2 separate regions of the Mus musculus genome follow, and region 2 is linked to region 1. A link is a contact called in public HiChIP or PLAC-seq data. All regions are on one chromosome and are shown on one strand. The core of a region is the stretch at or near the end of the contact, and the rest is flanking DNA. Distances in the headings are between cores, read along the strand shown.

What was found. HiChIP or PLAC-seq counts read pairs in DNA pulled down with a chosen protein or histone mark.
Region 2: an H3K27ac HiChIP or PLAC-seq map of trophoblast stem cells shows a contact between it and region 1, with 12 read pairs. The contact joins the enhancer-like site here to the promoter of Plekhh1 in region 1. A contact is called at or near these places in 4 of 39 promoter capture datasets (Sertoli cells, cranial neural crest, embryonic stem cells and 1 more), 2 of 15 datasets of contacts at CTCF or cohesin (large pre-B cells and pro-B cells), 89 of 484 Hi-C or Micro-C datasets (the AML12 cell line, B cells, the BV-2 cell line and 49 more), 18 of 115 datasets of contacts at active chromatin or transcription factors (the 230-238 cell line, bone marrow-derived dendritic cells, cardiomyocytes and 10 more) and 4 of 9 other capture datasets (adipose tissue, embryonic stem cells, liver and 1 more).

What each region holds. Positions count from the first base shown.
Region 1 is chr12:79,026,759-79,031,391 of GRCm38.p6, forward strand. Plekhh1 (pleckstrin homology domain containing, family H (with MyTH4 domain) member 1) reads left to right here and starts at 2,405. Exons shown (of 29, transcript NM_181073.3): 1 at 2,405-2,662.
Region 2 is chr12:78,938,870-78,943,272 of GRCm38.p6, forward strand. The region is part of intron 2 of Gm46359 (a long non-coding RNA gene); the gene reads left to right. It overlaps Gm46360 (a long non-coding RNA gene), which reads left to right. Exons shown (of 3, transcript XR_001780636.1): 3 at 384-1,605. Among named protein-coding and RNA genes, the nearest start is that of Gm46360, 12 kb to the left of the region's middle. Within about 2 kb of position 1,387, at least 29 of the 459 cell types and tissues checked have an H3K27ac peak or open chromatin away from gene starts, as enhancers often do. A contact at or near this core is called in CD8 T cells, intestinal villus epithelium and trophoblast stem cells, where this site is marked.

The sequences.
Region 1 (4,633 bases), core at 1,155-3,654:
AAGTAACAAAGTGGGGATTTGAACTGAAGTCTCTCCGGTTTTCAGGTTCCTCTTCTTTCCCACAGTGCTATCCAGGAACCTGGGACCAGACTAAGATACAATTATACCGACGACTCTGTATGGACTTGGCTAACACTCCAGCCTCAGCTTTCTAGTGTGTGTATACAAACAGACTCCTCTACCCCAGAAGTGAGGTTGGCATTTGAAATGGTCTAGTCATGAATCTGTACTTCAGAGCTTGGTTAGATAAGCACTTCCAAGGCCATCAAAATATATGCCCAACACTAGCTAGGTCTTAATGTGCTTGAGAGGAAATACTCTTTCCTCAGTGAAATAAGTGGTTTCATGACACAGAATCAGCCAGGAAGACTATCTGGGCCCTGCTGCCTTTGAATGAATCAGATAAGCCCAACTATTGACCTGCCTTTAAGTAGGGTAGGTGACTATTTTGTGCCTGCTTGCTGGTACATGAGCAGTTAGCTGATTTGGCCTCAGCCATTTAAAGTATCTCACCCTTAGGAATTGATAAGAGGCCATTTGTCAATGGCCTCTGCTCATGTTCCATTGCTGCTAATAGGAGAACTCTGCCACCACCAAGGATCCAAATTGGTCCAGACTGAATTTTATCCTCACCTCCCAAAGGTACCCTAAGGTATCCTTGAAGCCAAGGCACATGGTGACATTCTTCTCACCTCTGGAGCTCTATCCTTCAGTGTCTGGTCACTAGTAACAACAAGCTAACCATCTAAAATTCAACTATTTGTTATTACAAATGTAAGGTTTTTAATACATCACACTTAGCGTCAACAAATTAATAATGTCAAGAATAAAAAGCAAGCTGGGTGTGGTGGCATACATCATTAGTCCTGGCATTCTGGAGGTAGAGGCCAACAGACCTCTGTGAGTTCAAGGCCAGGCTGATCTACAAGGTGGGTTACAGATCAGCCAGGGAGATACTTGCTGTGATCCTATCTCAAGGGGGGCGGGGAGGGAGTGAAAAGAAGGGCTGCTTAATTAGCATTAAAAGGTGTTTGTAGCCGGGCGTGGTGGCGCACGCCTTTAATCCCAGCACTTGGGAGGCAGAGGCAGGCGGATTTCTGAGTTCGAGGCCAGCCTGGTCTACAAAGTGAGTTCCAGGACAGCCAGGGCTACACAGAGAAACCCTGTCTCAAAAAAAATAAATAAATAAATAAATTAATTAATTAAAAAAAAAGGTGTTTGTAAATACATATATATATGGATATAGACAGATGCATATAAATACATATATGAATATGCATATACATAATATATATAATGACAATAGTTGCATTTGGGTAGGGGTGATCTGCCAAAAACGGATAAAGTCTTAGTGTCCACTATTAGCCCTCTGAATTTGAAATTCATATCATGCTCAAGATTGCCTATTCAAAGTGTATGGAAGTGTCACCCCTTCACAAAACCCAGAGGTCTTGCCTATAAAGTCACTTGGAGTCCCACCCACCCAATTTAACTGCCTTCCTTAGTTCCTGAGCTTTCAAAACCGTGCATGAGAATGCCTAAGGAGGTTTGCTCCGTGGGCAATTCCCCTCTCCCTTCCCACCCCCAGATTCAGATTTAAACCTGGGGTGGGGCTGGGGATTTTTCTCGGTGAGTGCTTGGAGTGAATATTCTAGGCCCCGGGGTGTTTTGTTTCTGTTCAGTTTATGGAATTGGGAAAGGCAGCTTTTGTTTTCCCCTCCCCTCCCCTCCCCTCCCCTTTTCTTTCCTTCCTTCCTTCCTTCCTTCCTTCCTTCCTTCCTTCCTTCCTTCCTTCCTTCCTTCCTTCCTTTCTTTCTTTCTTTCTTTCTTTCTTTCTTTCTTTCTTTCTTTCTTTCATTCATTTTGTGTGCTGGGAATTAAACCCAGGACCTCCTTCATGAGTTCCGCCGCCCACTTAGAAGAAGCTCCTTCCTAACTACATTTCATTTGCATCTTCCTCAGCCCCATCCCCTAACCAAACATCTAGTCCCCTAACCAAACATCTAGTGTCCCACTCCCTCTGGGTGTATAATTGTTATTGTGTGAGTTAGGTATTGCAAACCAGGGCTCCTTGCCCTTCTGGCTCCCTGGCTGTCGCCTTTAAAATAAGCAAGACAAACACAAACAAACAGGTTCTCCTAGAGCTGTAGTGACTCGCTCCCCCTTCTCTCTCTCTCAACTCCAAATCAGTTGTGCAGACTGCTCGCTCCCAGTAACCAGGTGGGACTTTCCTACAGGTGGCTAGACACTCGCTGGGACCTCCTTCCGCGGAGGGAGGGTCCAGTCTGGTGAGCATCCCGCCGGGGATCCCACGCTGTCTGGGGGTCGCAGCGCGCAGCCAGCCCTCCAGGCGGCCCCGGCCGCGCCCCGCGGTGGGAGGCTGCGGCTGCTGAGGTCATTTCCTGTGCCTGGCCGCGAGCTGCCCGCCGAGCGAGCGCGGTGCGGACACAGCCGGCGCGGCGCTGCTCCCAGCGCTGGGGCGGGCTTTGTGCGGAGCTCCGGGGACCTTCCAGGCTCCGACCTCGGCCCGCCACGCCCACCGCGACCCCTGCAGCGGGGGAGCGGAGACCCGGGGGCCTCTCCGCACTCGGGGAGAGCCACTGTGGGGCAGAGGCGCGCGTGGCGGTCGGGGTCGCGGCGGGACTCCCGGCAGCTCACTCAGGTGAGCCGGGCGGGTCGGGGAGGGCCGGGGGGTGTGCCGCTGGGAGAGGGCGTCCGGCGGGACGGACAGGGCTGACTCCTCGCGGCCGGGAGGGCAACTCTGGAGCAGGTGCCTCTCTACCTGGGAGCCGTGGGACGGGCGCAGGCAACCAGGAGCTCCAGGACACCCGCACTGGGAGGCGGTGACTGCCCCTCCCGCAGTAGGTCCTGCTCTTTGGGACCGGCTTGATCCAGTTGCTCCTGGGAAGGCCCCGGGATGTACGTGCAGGCTTCCTTCCAACCCGGTGCTCTCCGCTCAACCCTTCCGCTCCTCTCAGCAGCTTGTCCTAGGTTGCTTGTTAATGTGATTGCTGGATGTCTCTCCTAGGAGTCCTAGGAGTCAAGCTGAACTCATACTGACGGCGTCCTGCCAAGCAGAAAAGAACACAGGTTGGACTCTGAGTGACATCAGGGGCTTTGTGTCCTAGCAATCTTAGGAATACGTCTCCCACGGAGGGTGGCAGAGGTAGCGAGACCCTGTGGAAATAGAATGTTCTCCCTGTTGCTCCTTCAGCATACTTCCTCCCTGTCAGGATCTTCAATCAGCTTCTACTGTAAATCCGCCTCATAAAACTTACTGACATTGACAAACTCCGGGTTCCAGGAGAATGCTCGAAAGATCGTTATTTGAAATAAGTAACCCTTCCCCCCACCCCCAATGTAGTAGCTATCAATCCTCAGCACCAGACTTTCTGGACTGTCTTGTTCAGGACACTGTGCGGTGCAAATAGTCGCCACTCAGTTCAACAATCCATTCACCTTTCTCTGTGAAGGAGGAAACTGGGACTCAGAAAACTTGTGTCTTGCCCAAGGTTATAGTGAAAGACTGTAAAGGTCACGTAGAGACAGGACTCAAACGTAAGCCTTCTAGATTCCACATGTGATACTGTCCTTTGCCTTCCCCTAGCTGCCTAAGGGACCTACTCAGAGCTGTTTTGTGATATTGTTAACCCTGTGGTCCCAAACTTAGGGAAATGAACAATTAGCCTAAACCAGTGTGCTGCCCTTCTGACTGAATCGGTCATCAGCAGTAGAGAGAACTGTGTTCCTCTCAATCCACTCTTAATGGTGTATTCTTTTTCTTTTTTCTCTTTTTTAAATTTCTTTTCTCTGTTTGTCTCTTTCTCCTTCCCCCACCTTTCTTTTCGGAGTCTCTCAACAGCCCTCCTGCCTCAGCAGCCTGTCTAGTGCTGGTGACACGTCACCACATCCAACTCATCTCTCCTAATTATTTTCCTTATCTCTACAAGGCTGTGTATATGTATTGAAATCTGTGTTCCTTACAGGTTGGGGAATGTTTTATTCGTGTAGATGTTTAGGTGTGGGAATCCCCTCCATCACTGCGTACGGGTGCTGAGCCACCATCTGTATTCTAAGGATGGACCAATAAGCTGTCTAACCCTGTCTGACCCTCTACTAATAGCCGGTTCCAGACTGATAATATAGCCTGGCGTGGTGGTCCTTCCCTATAATCAAAATACTTGGAAGGGTAAGGTAGTGGGATCACAGATCCACAGTCTACTATGTAGCAAGTTCCAGGCCTGCCTAGGCTATATAATAAGACCCTGAGAGAAAACCAAACGCTGGAGTCTGATTTGAAGAATAGGCACTTACTGTTGGCTGAAGTATGAATTAGGGGAGCCTCAAGGGAGTGCACTTTACAATGTTCATTACTTAACCCTATGATCCCATTTCTAGGACTACCCTTCAGATATATGCTGATACATATAAAATGAGGCATATTCATTGAATATTCATTGTAGTATTGTTTATTTTAGCAAAAGGTTGGAAAGAACTCAAATGTCCATCAACAAGGGACTCTTAAATAAGGTCATGTAATAGCCTCACAATAGGACGCATTAAGGTTCTTGACCAGGATGTATGCTGACGGGAAGAGCTCTGAGTGCTGCTGTTAAGTACAGAGAATGTAGTG
Region 2 (4,403 bases), core at 137-2,636, 89 kb before region 1:
TTGGGAGGCAGAGGCAGGAGGATTTCTGAGTTTGAGGCCAACCTGGTCTACAGAGTGAGTTCCAGGACATCCAGGGCTACACAGAGAAACCCTGTCTTGAAAAAAACCAAAAAAAGAAAAAGAAAAAAGAAAGAAAGGGAAGAAAGAAAGAAAGAAAGAAAGAGAGAGAGAGAGAGAGAGAGGGAGGGAGGGAGGGAGGGAGGGAAGGAAGAAAGAAAGAAAGAAAGAAAGAAAGAAAGAAAGAAAGAAAGAAAGAAAGAAAAGAAAAGAAAAGAAAAGAAAAGAAGAAAGGAAGAAATGAAAAGAAAAAATAATTTAAACAAACTGGTAGTCCTCCCCCTTCCCATCAAGGCTGACGTCATAATTACCATATTTTACAACAGCCTGTTCCAGATCACCAGTGTAGCACCTGGAAGTCTCCAGTCTTTATGCTAACATGAAGAAAGGCCCTGGGGCAGCAGGGATTTTCGTATCTGTTGCAGGACTCCTACGGTGGATCTTGACATACTGGAATCAATTCTTTACCTATTCACCACCAACTTTTCCCAGTTGGTATTTTGGAGCAAATGTCCCAGCCTGGTCTGCTAAGACCCTCCGCTGAGCTGGGCTTCCAGCCTAGAACTCTAGAGGAATGTGGCTTCTAATCTGTAAGGTCCTAGCCACTTGGAAAAGCACACCTTTTAGCCTACTCCAACACAAATAGCTGTTTGCCCTTTGACTCTGCTTCCTTGCACGTAGCTCACAACCCAGTGGGATTGCCTGTGCGATAACAAACTCCTTCCAAAGTGTGCTGGAGTTCACGATAATGAGGTGAAACTCCAAGACATCTTCAGGATGGGGGTTGGTTGCCAGAAAAACCAACACTTAATTAAAGGGTGGGGATGCCCAGCCTCACTGTCTGACCTCCAGGGAGGGGAGAGGCACCAGGGGTTGAAGTGTGAGTTGAAGTGTGAGTTGAATTATGAAGCCCAAGGCTGTTCCCTGTTGGTGAAGAAACACCTCGCCTTACACGTCTGTTGACTGTTCTGACACATGACCTCAGTCATAAAGCCATGACCTTGTGTTCCCTGCATTCTGTTCTCATGGATGGTCGTTCTCAGAAGGATGCCATTAGAATCCTCATTTTGTGGTCAACTAGATAGAAATGTAGGTCATCTGGGGACCCTGCCTTGGTGGGGGTACTTTGCATAGAAATAAACCCTTTAATTTCTGAAATCTAATGCAACTCCAAGAAGAGTGTGTCAGAATTAGGTACCAGGTTATGGGAGAAATTGGGTGGAAAAATAGCATGTATTTGGCGCCACCTCCCTCCACCCTACACACATTAAGTTCAGAAGTGATGTCAGAAAGAATCCCTCCCACACAAGGGTTATTCACAAGGAAACATGAACCTGACTTGAGGGAAGTGAGTCACAGAGCAGCCCATGTAGCTCACGTTGCTTATGGCTGATGTAAAGACCTTCTAGCCTTGGAAACAAGCCTCGGAAAAACAACACACACACTCATGCACGCACTCAGTCATTCACATATGCACGTACACACCCACTCACACACACACACAAACCACACACCATACACACCATATACACCACACATACCATACTACATACATTCACCACACACACCATAACACACACACACACAAACCACACACCATACACACCATATACACCACACATACCATACTACATACATTCACCACACACACCATAACACACACACACGCCATACCATACACACACATACCACACGACATACTATATACACACACAGACCACACACCACACCCATATATATATATATATATATATACCACACACACACATATCATACCACACACTCACACAGAACACACATATGGGTGCATACACAAATGCACACATACACACACATGCACAAACCACACACTATACACACCACATATACCACACACACACATACCACAATACATATACCACACCACACACACAGACCGCATACCACACATATACACATACAACATACCAAGCACACCACATCACACACACACAGACCACATACTCTCTCACACACACACACACACACACACACACACACACACACACTACTATACACACTACATCACACTACACATCACATACCGTACACACACACAGACTACATATACACATCACACACAGGCACTACACCACACACACACATACCACACACACCACACCATATACTATACTACACTATACTACACTACACACTATACACACACCACACACATATCACATACCATACACACACACACATACACACTCACACCACACACCATACCTCAAACAATACCACCAAGCAGCCAGGTGTCTTTGCTGTGCTGTGCTGTGCTGTGCTGGGCTGGGCTGTGCTGGGCTGGGCTGTGCTGTGCTGTGCTGGGCTGGGCTGTGCTGTGCTGTGCTGTGCTGTGCTGTGCTGTGCTGGGCTGGGCTGTGCTGTGCTGTGCTGGGCTGGGCTGTGCTGTGCTGGGCTGTGCTGGGCTGGGCTGTGCTGGGCTGTGCTGTGCTGTGCTGTGCTGTGCTGTGCTGTGCTGTGCTGTGCTGTGCTGTGCTGTGCTGTGCTGTGCTGTGCTGGGCTGGGCTGTGCTAAAGGACTACTGAAGGGCTGGAGAGAGGGCTCAGCAGTCTAGAGCACTCTTGCTCTTACAGGGGGTTGATTCCCAGCACCCACATTGTGGCTCACAAGCATCTGTGACTCCAGTTCCAGATACAGAGTATCAACACCCTCTTTTGACCTCTCTGGGAATGAGACAGGTACATGGTACATAAATATACATGTAGACAAAACACCAATACACCTAAAATAAAAACAAATCTTAAAAAAGAAAGACTACCTGAGCCTGGAAAATGCATACAACCAGAGTTGATTTACCCCTCACAGTTTTGAAGGCCAATAGCAAGGCACCAGGATCTGCTGTGTGAGGAGAGCCTAGTACCTGTTTTTAACATAACGCCTTGAACACAGCGTCCTTGGGAATAACACTGCTCTTCATGTGGAAGAAGTGTGAAAGAATAAAAAGGAATTCGCTCCTACAAGTCTTAAAAGCCTTTAAGTCCATCCACATGGAGGAAACCTTAGAGGCCCCATCTTTCAGTACTGTTACAATGGGAATTAAATTGCAATGTGAATTTCTGAGGGCCAAATATTCAATAAAGCACCAAGAAATGTTACATCTTTGGTTCATTGCAGTGACAACTGGATGCCCTGATGAGTTTCCCCAGCCATCTGTCCTCTTGAGCACCAGGCTAGTGAAAGGCTCCCGGGGGCGACAATATGGAGGCCCTGGTGGGGCTGGTTCTCTGGGAGGATGTGGGAAAGGCCGAACCCAAGCTCCAGCCTACCTCTTCCACAGGTGCCTTCCTGGGCTTCTCTTTTCCAATTTGTAAGATGGGGGACCCTGTGCTTACTAATTACTAAGGCCCAGCCCTAAAAGTAGGATTCTATGAGTCTAAACTCAGAGCCCCTACACCCTGACACACATATCCCAGAGACTGATGGAGTTAACTGTAAAATGGCTCATGTTGAACAAGGGAACTCCCCTGATGGCCAACAGCCTCCAGTGTACCTCTGCCCACCTCTAAGCCAAGCATTCTCTATGAAACTGACACCAGAGATTTAAGGACCAAGCCAACAGAGGCTGTGTTCCAGGCCACTTAGGGGGCTGTCTCACCAAGCGCCCATAGCCATTGCTGTCCTGGCTCCTTACAAGTGTGACCTCCCTCAAGAGGGGTAGAGTGGGTCACCTCCTGCCACATCTTCAGGGGACTGTGCACTTGTATCTTCTAGTTTCCATCACCAGAGAGGCACGGGGGTTCAAAAATGCCATGAAATGAATTCGGTAGACCAGGTTAAATAGAGGGCCAACCTCTTAGCTAATTAACTGGGCCTGGGAGCAGAATCATGGCGAATCTGGAAGCTGTCACCACAAGAGTACACTTTGGTGGGGAAGGTTTCATTTCTGGGAAAGTCCTGAAGAGCTGGGTAATAGCAGGTTGAGGAATGACAAATGGAGCGCCCCCCAGACAATGCTGGCCCCTGAGCAGGGGCATTGGTGTGTTTGCTCCAGCACCAGGAGAAGGAGTCAGGGCTCCATTCGAATATGCTGGGAATGGAGGGAGCGCTGTGGTGACCTGAGAGAGTGCCAGACAAGGGAAGATTTAATCTTCCAAATAGGAGAATTGGCAGGGCAACTGTGAGCTCTTCAAGAATGGGAAGGACTGTTCCAGGAGGCCTGCGGGATGGTCACGTCAGGGTAGTCAGATGGCAGCCTGGCTTCAAGAAGATTGTTCAGCCAGCAGGCTTTAGGTGCTCATAACTGAGCGCAGGAGGCTGCACTTGGCCCTTGCCCCTGCCGCACTTTCCCCTCCAATTCTGAGTCTCAG